Linked DNA regions of Gossypium hirsutum: regions 2 and 3 are each linked to region 1. The links are chromatin contacts, called in public Hi-C maps. All regions are on one chromosome and are shown on one strand. The core of a region is the stretch at or near the end of the contact, and the rest is flanking DNA. Distances in the headings are between cores, read along the strand shown. Region 1 holds the start of LOC107939155 (agamous-like MADS-box protein AGL104). Region 2 holds the start of LOC107901753 (fasciclin-like arabinogalactan protein 21). Region 3 holds the start of LOC107954697 (bifunctional aspartate aminotransferase and glutamate/aspartate-prephenate aminotransferase).

Region 1 (3,166 bases), core at 94-2,593:
CTGCGTGGTGTATTGCTCTTATTGTTGCTTGTTCTTCTTGCTTTGCAGGTAACAGAAACGTCAAACGCGTGTGGCTGTGGTGGTGTGTTGGGGAGGAGCAACGGCAGCTTGTAGGCTAGGGTTTCTTTTTTCTTTGCTGAAAGTTAAAGTTGTGGGTTTTTGGGCTGTTAGGGTTTTAATTTATTTGGGCTTTTGTTTTTTGTTGTTTTAGGGCTTGTAATGGACTGTTTTGTGATTTTGAAGAAATAGTGTCCATTTGTAAGATTTTATTTTTATTTTTTGTGATTTTGATGCCTTAATCAATTCCAATATGTTTAAGTTGGAATTTGACTAAATTACTAAAATATTGTGTTTAATAGTGATTTTTAAAAGTACTTTTGACATTAAAAGCACTTTTAAAACAAAAGGAATGTTAAACAAACAAATTTTGAAGAAAACATTTGGCTTTTTAAAAGCACTTTTCTCAGATGGAGAAATTAAAAATTTTAACTTTTTCTATTCCAAAAGTACTTTTAACAATTTAATTATGTTTTCACTCCTCTAACATATGGTACTTGCCCTTCTTTAGTTAATTGCTTAGAAAATATTTAAAATTTATTTTTCATATATTAAAATATTAATAACAAATTATAATAAATTATTTTTTATATTCTTATTAAAAATACCATAATATTAACTAATTTGAACATTATTTAAATGCTTATTTTTTACTTTATAACACCAGGTGTAAAATGAACATTTTTTTCTTAAAAACACTTTTGGATAGTAATACTAAACACTTGAATCTTAAACCAAACTTTTCAAAAATACTTATCAACATCACTTTTCTAAAACACTTCTCAAAAGTAATGCTAAACTAGTCAATCTTTCTCAAATTAACAACTAGAGTTTACTCCTCATATATTATAAAAATATTAAAATTATTTTCATATTAAAATTGTTATTTTTAATTAAATGAAAAAACTTTTAAATTATTTAATTAAGATTCAAATTGAGACAAGCAGAGAGAGCAAGGTGAATCCAAGGCATACAAACCTTTGTGAATTTTACGAAAATGGCAGGTGAAATTGTATCTCCTGTTACCCCAATGTTAAGATAAAATGTTTAAAATAGGAGAGGAGAGAAAAGAAAAAAAGATGTTAGTTGAATAGGATCTTATTCAAGTAGCAGCATTGAAACAAACCATCTAATTAAGGATATGAAAGAGAGGGAGATAATTTCGCCCATTTACTATTTGGAAAACAAACTCTTCCACTCTTCTAGCTATGACTCTCACTCTATGCTCTGCTTCTTTTTATTCGGTATCTCTATTTTGACCTCTTCAGTTTCAACTATATCATAATATCACCCCTTTATAACATCCCAAAGCCTACAATTCCCTATACCAAAACTAAACATACTACTTATTCTCTTTTCGCTATCCATCTTAAATTTCCATCTTCCATTTCATGGGTCGTGTTAAACTTCAAATTAAAAGAATCGAGAATGATACCAATCGACAAGTCACATTCTCCAAACGTAGAAATGGACTAATCAAGAAAGCTTATGAGCTTTCCATCCTTTGCGACATCGAAATTGCTCTCATCATGTTCTCACCTTCTGGTCGTGTCAGTCATTTTTCAGGCAAAAAAAGGTACCCTTACAAATTGCATCCTATTGAATTACAACTATCATGTTTGTTCATGTTTATCATTTTTTTTCTAACTCTTTGTAGAATTGAAGATGTGCTTAGCCGATACATAAATTTACCTGATCAAGATAGAGGATGGTAGGGATTTTGATTTAAAGGATAAATCTTTTTCGAGTACAAAGATAAAAGATTTTGCAGATATTAAAATTTGAATTTGAATATTAACTTTTCTTGATATTTTACTAGTATTTTTCTTTTTTTAATTGCAGCTTGGTACGGAATAAAGAGGTAATTTGACATTAGTTATAATATGGCTCCAAATATAACATATTTCATCATTTCTACCCTTCCTTTTTATGTTTCAGATTTTGCTAAGCACCTTGAAGAAACTTCAAGCTGAACATGATTTTGTTCTTCAACTTGCAAGGTTTTTTCTTCCGACCCAATCTTCTTTCTAAATCGGAATCGAAGTTTATACTTTCCGATATAAAATTTTATCATTCATATTCATATTCTTTTAAAACACATGATATTAATATTTATTTAAAATTTATTATATGTTGACATTTGATATCTCAATTAATGTTTCTATGCAGTTCTACTACAAATACTACCACTAACTCAAATGTTGAGGTACACATTTTAATATTCTTTCTCTTGTATGAAGCTTAATAATATAATTAAGCCCTTCAGAAATATGAATAGGAACTTCAACGGGAAATCAATAATTTACGACAACAAATACAATTGGCTGAGGAGCAATTAAGGTTAGGAGACTTATTATACTATTAATTACCTATATTGCTTTGAATTAATTTAATTTACTCCATTTGATGATTATTTTAATTGAATAATTATAGTACTTGAATTGTATAAAGGGTGTATGAGCCTGAGCCTTCAACACTCACATCCATGGCCGAGTTTGAATCGTGCGAGAAGAGCCTTGAACAAGTTTTAACACGTATTACTCAAAGAAAGGTTGATATCATATCTATCTCTTTATGGATTAAGTGATTATACTAATATTATTTTAATTAATTCTAAACTCTTTCTTTAATTAGCGTTTTCAAGTAATGATTATTTTTAAATTAATGATATTGCAGAATTATCTCATGACGAGTCATTTATCCTCTTTCACTGATCCATCCAGTGTACAGGTAAATTAATCTCAAACATATGAAATATGAAAGTAAAAGTATTATAGAGGTCTTAAATTATATTTTATCTCTTTTACTCAAAAAATGTATAAATTAGTCCATGCCAAACTCGTATAAAAATGTAGATGTACTTGGATGCACAAGAAGGGATGCCAAACTCATTTGGAAATGACATGGTGGGTTGGTTGCCAGACAATGGACAATCCCAAAACCCAACTCAGTATTGTGCAGGATCTGAATCTCCTTGCATTCCTGTTAGGTATACTAATTATACCATTCAATTCCCATATAAATATATAATAAAAGGGTTAGGCTTAAATTCTTATCTTCATATATGTATGTATAGGAATCAATCATCAATGAATACGATGTATGACCC
Region 2 (3,390 bases), core at 158-2,657, 350 kb after region 1:
AAAAAAAGAAGAGAGAGACAGAGTTTTTTCTTCTTCTTATTTTTCCACCAACCTCATATTGGTAAAATGAAAGCCAAAAAGTTGGATAATGTTAAATTTATTGTAAATGGGTGTTGGTAATTTCAAATTACTATATAATAGAATCAAATTAATATAAAATACAAAGGAAAAAAAAATATAAACATAGTCGAACAAAATTCACATAGAACATGATAAAATTAGAGATTTATAAGACCCAAGCCTGAATAATACGTCTTAGCTTTTATCAACAATACTAAAGCATGATTGAGGAATATTAATTTCATACATTATTGTTGATTTTTGTTTTTTCATTACAACTTCAAATATTAATTTATTTTTCACTACGTCACCATTTCTCTAAATTTGAGAAAGAATTAAGTCTAAATTCTATAAATTATAACTCATTTATTGATTAAACTTGATAAGATCTTACAATTTTCTTTTGTTAGAAAAAAGTTGAAATAAATATTTGCAGGCTTGTGAACTGTGAGTAGGGAGGTAAAAAAAAAATCCTGAATATGATGGGCTCCAACTCGACTTAATCTTTAGGGTTGGATTTTATTTTAAAAAATTGTTTTCGAGTTGAGTTAAATTAAAAATAATAATTAGATCAGTTTTAGATGTGAGGTAAATCTGCTCTGCTTGTCTCATGATATTAAAGATACTCTTGATATATATAAATATATATTAAAAAATTTCTTTTAATAAATAATAAAAATATAAATAAATAATATATTACGTTTTAAATTTAAACATAAAAAAACCTTATTTGCAGAAAAAACAATTAGAAATGTAATTTTATTTATTTTAAAATAAAAAATAAAAAATTGAATGGGGTTAGATTAGAGTTGAAATTGAATCTTTGAACAAATTGTGAATTCGTGTTCAAAAACAAATAATTTTTTAAGAGTGAGGATTGAATGGAGTTGGAGAAAGATTGCCCACCGGCTGCAATCCACACTAGGTAGCGCAGCAAAAGATATTTAATTTTTATAATTAAGATTTTAAATTTTAGAAACACGTGTTACAGTGGGGCAATTTGGGCATTTGATTAAAGTAGGATGCTGAAAATGAAATACAACAGTGAGTAACTGGGAATCAGCATAGCAAGTTTTGGACCGTCTGATCAGCAGAAATGAATTGATGACGAATTTAGAAACGCTGACACTCCTTATAACCGAGTGTGAGGATGTACTTAAACAACAACTCGTAAATGAATCTGAAAACGCACCCAAAAGTCGTTTCTTGGTTCCCGCCAAAAAAAACAGAAATCATAAAATTTATTTGAAGGACACTCCTAACAAACCCCCTAAAACCGTTGGTGTCAGCCTCTTCATTTCCCAATTCCCACGCGCCTCCCTTATAAATAAATATCCATCCGCTTTCGCTATCTCTCTATCATTTTCCTACTCTTTCTAAGAATCCTCCAAACAAACTCCCTCTCTGAAAAATGGCTGTTCCCTCTCTCACTCTCATCATCGTCCTCGCTCTCTCCTTCCTCTCCGTCTCCCACACCACTTTCGACCAATTTCTCACCTCCACCTCCACCGCTTCCACTGCCACCATCAGCGCTCCACAACAATCACCCTTCTTCACAATCTCACCTTCGCCTCAACCACCTCAAGATCACGCCGACCACGCGTTCCTCCCCCACACTTCACTCCTTGCACCAATCCTGTCTCATCTCGGCTTCAACGAGCTAGCCACCGCCGCTCCCTCCCTCTTCAGTGACTCTACCTCCGCCGCTGCTTGGTCTGGTCCGTACACTATCTTTGCTCCCTCTGATTCCTCTGTCCGCTCGTGTGCTTCTTGCTCTACTCCTTCCCTCCTCCGTGAACACATGGTTCCTGGCCTCTTCACCAACGATTACCTCCAGAAACTCACCTTCGGTACCAAAGTCGAAACTCTCAGCCCCGGCCGTTGCTTAACCGTTACCTCCACCGCTAACAACCAGAAAAACTTCACCGTTCACAAGATCTTTATCGGCGGAGTTGAAATCACTCAGCCAGATCTGTTCAACAACGGTCTACTCATTATCCACGGCCTTCAAGGCTACATCTCACCTCTTTCGCCTTTCTCTTGTGACGTAGAACGGATGACGTCACTCTCTTTCCCGTTCCACCACGGCCAGAGCCAAAACAACCAATTTAAGCAGCAACAGAATGTGGCTCTGATGCGATTCATGCTTCGAGACGCCATGCTACGGCTGAGAAATAACGGCTTCTCCGTTCTCTCACTCGCTATGAAAGTCAAGTATGCCGAACTCATTCCTCTCACCAATGTCACGATCTTTGGTCTTGATGACGTGTCCATCTTCTCCGGTTCGTACGCTTACATCCACAGTGTAAGATTCCATATGGTGCCAAATCAGTTTTTGACTGTTGCGGATCTGGAGAGACTTCCAGTGGGGACCACTCTGCCGACATTGGACAGAGGGCAGAGTTTGGTGGTGACGACGGCGGGAGAAGGCATTACGAAGAATCAATTGAGGATCAACTATGTGGCGATTAAGGTTGTTGATATGATAAGGAATTTGAATGTTATAGTACATAGCATTTACCTGCCATTCCCACATCTTCATCCTATGGCGGCGGTGACTGATGCCATTTTAGGTGGAGATCAGACGTCGACGGTGGGAGGAACAAATGGGGATTGTGAAGCTTCGAATGAGCAAGGCCAAGGCAATTGTGGAATGAGCCAGGTGAATCAGGTGGCGACTCAGCTCAAGCCCCACATGCTGGAACTTGAAGACCACCATGTCCATGACCATGGTCTTTGAAGGGTTTTGCTGATGCATGTACAGTGAACTGCAGGTTCGCCTTCTGTTTCCTAGCTTTGGTTCACGGTGAATCTGTGTTTAGTCTATTGAGTAAAACTTTGATAAGTCTGTCTGTTTTTAGGTTAAAAGAATTCGATTGTGAAGTGTCTGCTTGGGTGGAGATGAATGGTTGTTATATTCCAGTACTTTAGCAAGGGATTAATAAAAAGGTTACTGTTGTAAAAGAGATAATCATCTCTTTGCGAACGGTTGCATGTTAGCAAATGAGTAGATATCAGAGGAATCATTTGTTTTTTATATGTATATTTGTTTTAGTTCGGCAAAGATAACATTCATATAGCGGTAAGATTAGTAGAATATATTGGAATTCAGATAGGGCGAGTAGGGTGGGTTATGTCAAAAATTCCATCCCGTGCTAAAAAAAGCTTAATTCGTGAACCATTTCATAACCGATACCGGAACGTGATGAGTTTTGGGCTTTAGGTTGGGCTCTGTCTATCCCATTTGGATTTCTACATTTTGGAGTCCAATCTGCAAGAATGGGGCTTGGGCCAGATGCTGTGCTCGATATATTTAATCATTTATTTCAA
Region 3 (3,545 bases), core at 204-2,703, 500 kb after region 1:
CCAGCAGCCAATCGAATAACAGGGACACCAGCTTGTGCAAGAGCAGTTGCATGATCAGTTATAGCCACTGTCTTTGAAGGCTTCACAGAGTTAACTCTAGGGCTCAAAGAGATATCAAGTTTCACTTGGTCGCTGCTACTCTCTGTCTTTGACATTGCAGTTATTCTATATGACTGTTGTTTAGAAGTCTCAACAGATCTGCCAAGAAGTATATACAACCAGACAATGAAATTCTCTAATATATCCAGTGCTCCCTTCTCCCTTTGGGAAATAATTAAGACTTTTGAGACAACTTTTCTTTAATTCTCACACAAACAAAAAAATGCCAGCACAAAATGCTTTCCTTGTTTAATCTTCAAGTTTATAGATAGTGCCACAAAGGGAAGTTTCTTAAATTAAAATGGTTCTGCAACTTCAATGAATCAGCTTAAGGAATGGAATAAACTAAGAATAAAGATGTTTCTCTTTACACTTCCATTAAAAAAAAAAAAGACAATACTCATGAAACCACTTCCATAGCAATCTCGTAGAAAATATTTAATAACATATGTTTCTTTATTTCAATATTCCATGTTCTCTTATACAGCGGATGATATCAAAACAGAATAAACGAAAATTGATTTGACCAACAAATTAGTGTCTCTGCAGATTGCTAAGGATAAACTAAAATCTGCAAAAGAAGCAAAGAAGCTAACATTGAGGCAGTGTCAAGTAAAATCTGCAAATGCATCAGTGATTCAACTGATGATCCAGAATCAAATTTCTGGATTTTCTTCAATGAACTGAATAGACAGATTATATGTTAAATGCAATCACAACCCAATATTGCTCCCCCTAGAATTTAAAAAAAAAAGCTAGAAACATTAAGATGCCGGAAAAAGGAACTTACTTTAAGGAAAGATTAGTAATAGAGGAATGGAAAGACACGGAAACGGAGGCCTTGGAAGCAGAATGTGATCCCAAAAATTTTGAGTCGAAGCCAACACCGGAAATTCCTGTTGAGTTATGAAGAGAAACTGCCATTTGTCCGAAGATTGAAGAGAAAACAAATTTTGGGCAAGAGGAGGAGGTTCCTCAGTGAAATAAATAAAAACAAACTCAAAATTAGTCCAGGAAAAATAAGGGGATGGGGGTTGGTGGGAGAACAAGTGGGCTTAATAGTTTATTATTTTATCTCCCTTAATGTTGGAAAGTGAGGTATGGTTGGTTTAAAGTAATAAGGTGGAATTTGAAGGCTTGAAATTTACATCAATCGATGGCGATGAAAGGAGAAAGGAGAGAGATGGGTAGGTGGAAGGATGCTAGTGGGAGCAAACAGTGGAAGTGAAGTCGGGAATTGACCCAATTCCGGGTATGCTGGTTGGCCAACAACTCCATCTCTCCTCGCTTATCACCTTGTACCTTACCTACCCCCTTTCAAACGATTTAAACTGAAATTAATTAATAATAAATTGAGAAACTTGTTTGGGTATAAAACGAAATCTGAACCACGCAAACTATATATACAGTCAATTATAAAAAAAAATTCATTTTAGGGCACCTAAAATAAAAAATTTACAATTTAAATATTAATGTTATATTTTTTAAATATTTTAGTCACTTATTTTAACGAAAAGTTAATATGGCAGTTAAAAAATTAGTATAATAACAAATATAACTTTTAATTTTTTTATATATTGGTAATTTAGTCATAACTTAAAAAAAATAACCTTTAAAATTTATAAATATTCTCATTTTGATTCTAATTCTAAAAACTTCAAAGAAACATATAAAAATACATAAATATTTTTAAAAATATATAATACTAAATTTAAATTTTATATTAATATTAAATATAATAAAAATCATTCCACCTCTTCTTCCTATCATGCAACGTAGATGCTTAAATTACAATTTTTTTTACTTAAGTGATTAAAAAAGTTATAATTAGATAACTATTTGTATAATTTATTCAAATACTAAATACATTATATTTGTTTATTATTATATTATTATCAATCATAAAATAATGTCCAATTAACTTGTAATAACATCTAATATATATACATATATAGACTATAGTAAGATTATGTTGCATTTTTAGAAAATTTAAATTTTAAAGTAATTATTTGCTTGGCAAGTGACACAAAACCAATTTTTAATTACTATTAATCATAGCTTAAAAAAAAACGTTTCCAATATATTTTCTTAAAATTTCCATTAATACTGGTAGTCATCAGAAATTATAATTTTAGTACAATCAACTTTTCTAAGTGGTATCTTTTTCAGGAAACCCTTATAAGATATATATTACTTTTTCTCCCACACATTAATTAACTTTATTGAAAAATTTCACCCCAATTTCATACACGCAATCAATTGATTGCTTCTTCCCTTACTCTATTAAAATTCTACACATCTCACGATCCATTTTATAATTGATATTCTTCAGCTTTGTTGTCCACCACACTTTTATTGTATAAAGTTAATGAAAACTCTTTCATTTTATCCTTTACATATCTGTATTTCCATCACACTAGTTATATCTCATTTTTTCCTTAATTTGTATTTTATTCCAGTATTTATCTTTTTATTTCTTGTTGCGTTTAATTTATATTCAGTAGCGGAACGTAATGGAGATCTAGGAGGTCATGACCTTCTAAAATGATAATGTTTTATTTAGATACTTTATAATTTATAAAATTTTAAATTAGTAATAGTAAAATTTTATTTTATTAACTAAAATAATAAAAATTTAATTTAATCTTTTAAAAATTATAAAATTATAAATTATTAAAATAATAAAATTACATTTCTATTATCATAAAAATATACAATTTAATTCCGACCCAAAACAAATTTCAAGCTCCGCCACTGTCTATATTTATTTCTGTTAGTCTTTCAAGGTATTCAGCTATTCTCTAATCCTTCTACTTTTAAATTTTTATAATTTCCTTATTTATTTTATTTCATATCATATGTTTCTGAATAAGTTAATCTGATTTTCATCTGCCATTGCATTAAACTTTTTTAAATTATAAACACATTTACATATCAAATGGACATTCACATTTTCATTATTTTTAATATTTACTTTCCAAGGGTATGTTTATATTCAAATATAAATTTAACTATACTTACAAATATATCTCAATAATAAATTAATTAATTCCTTTTTTTTAATCAATTTAGGAGTATTCGTTGTTTCCTATACGTCTAATGCAATGGTTTTTGTACATTTGCACTTATTTTGTACTGAATGATTAACATTATTTATATATATGTTCCCAATTCCAAAGGAAGGTATTTTTATTGTCTTGCTATTTATTAAAAAGTAAATTAAGTGTTCTCTTTTGAATAGTAATATTTAAAACTCTCTTTTTTTATAAAATTACTTTTTTTTTGTATTTTAAAAACAGTAATAAATATTATAATTTATTTATGCATGTATCTATTTATTTTGTTTTTTACTTTAATAAATTTAAAAAATATATGAGGGTGGTTTTTTATTGGGTTAGTATTTGATACATTGATAGTGTGCTTTTTCTATTCTATTTTCAAATAGG

Evidence for each region. Hi-C and Micro-C count contacts between places; a contact is called where the count stands out from the background.
Region 2: a Hi-C map of leaf shows a contact between it and region 1, with 4 times the contacts expected there. The contact joins the promoter of LOC107901753 here to the promoter of LOC107939155 in region 1. A contact is called at or near these places in 9 of 34 Hi-C or Micro-C datasets (callus, hypocotyl, leaf and 1 more).
Region 3: a Hi-C map of leaf shows a contact between it and region 1, with 2.5 times the contacts expected there. The contact joins the promoter of LOC107954697 here to the promoter of LOC107939155 in region 1. A contact is called at or near these places in 9 of 34 Hi-C or Micro-C datasets (callus, hypocotyl and leaf).

The regions. Positions count from the first base shown.
Region 1 is chrA11:41,008,217-41,011,382 of Gossypium_hirsutum_v2.1, forward strand. LOC107939155 (agamous-like MADS-box protein AGL104) reads left to right here and starts at 1,344. Exons shown (of 13, transcript XM_041081823.1): 1 at 1,344-1,633; 2 at 1,715-1,768; 3 at 1,900-1,918; 4 at 1,996-2,057; 5 at 2,227-2,263; 6 at 2,336-2,397; 7 at 2,509-2,608; 8 at 2,734-2,787; 9 at 2,913-3,046; 10 at 3,134-3,166. The coding sequence starts at 1,449.
Region 2 is chrA11:41,356,236-41,359,625 of Gossypium_hirsutum_v2.1, forward strand. LOC107901753 (fasciclin-like arabinogalactan protein 21) reads left to right here and starts at 1,408. Exons shown (of 2, transcript XM_016827887.2): 1 at 1,408-2,834; 2 at 2,922-3,097. The coding sequence starts at 1,472. The coding sequence ends at 2,800.
Region 3 is chrA11:41,512,338-41,515,882 of Gossypium_hirsutum_v2.1, forward strand. It overlaps LOC107954697 (bifunctional aspartate aminotransferase and glutamate/aspartate-prephenate aminotransferase), which reads right to left and starts at 1,454. Exons shown (of 10, transcript XM_016890332.2): 1 at 890-1,454; 2 at 1-198. The coding sequence starts at 1,023.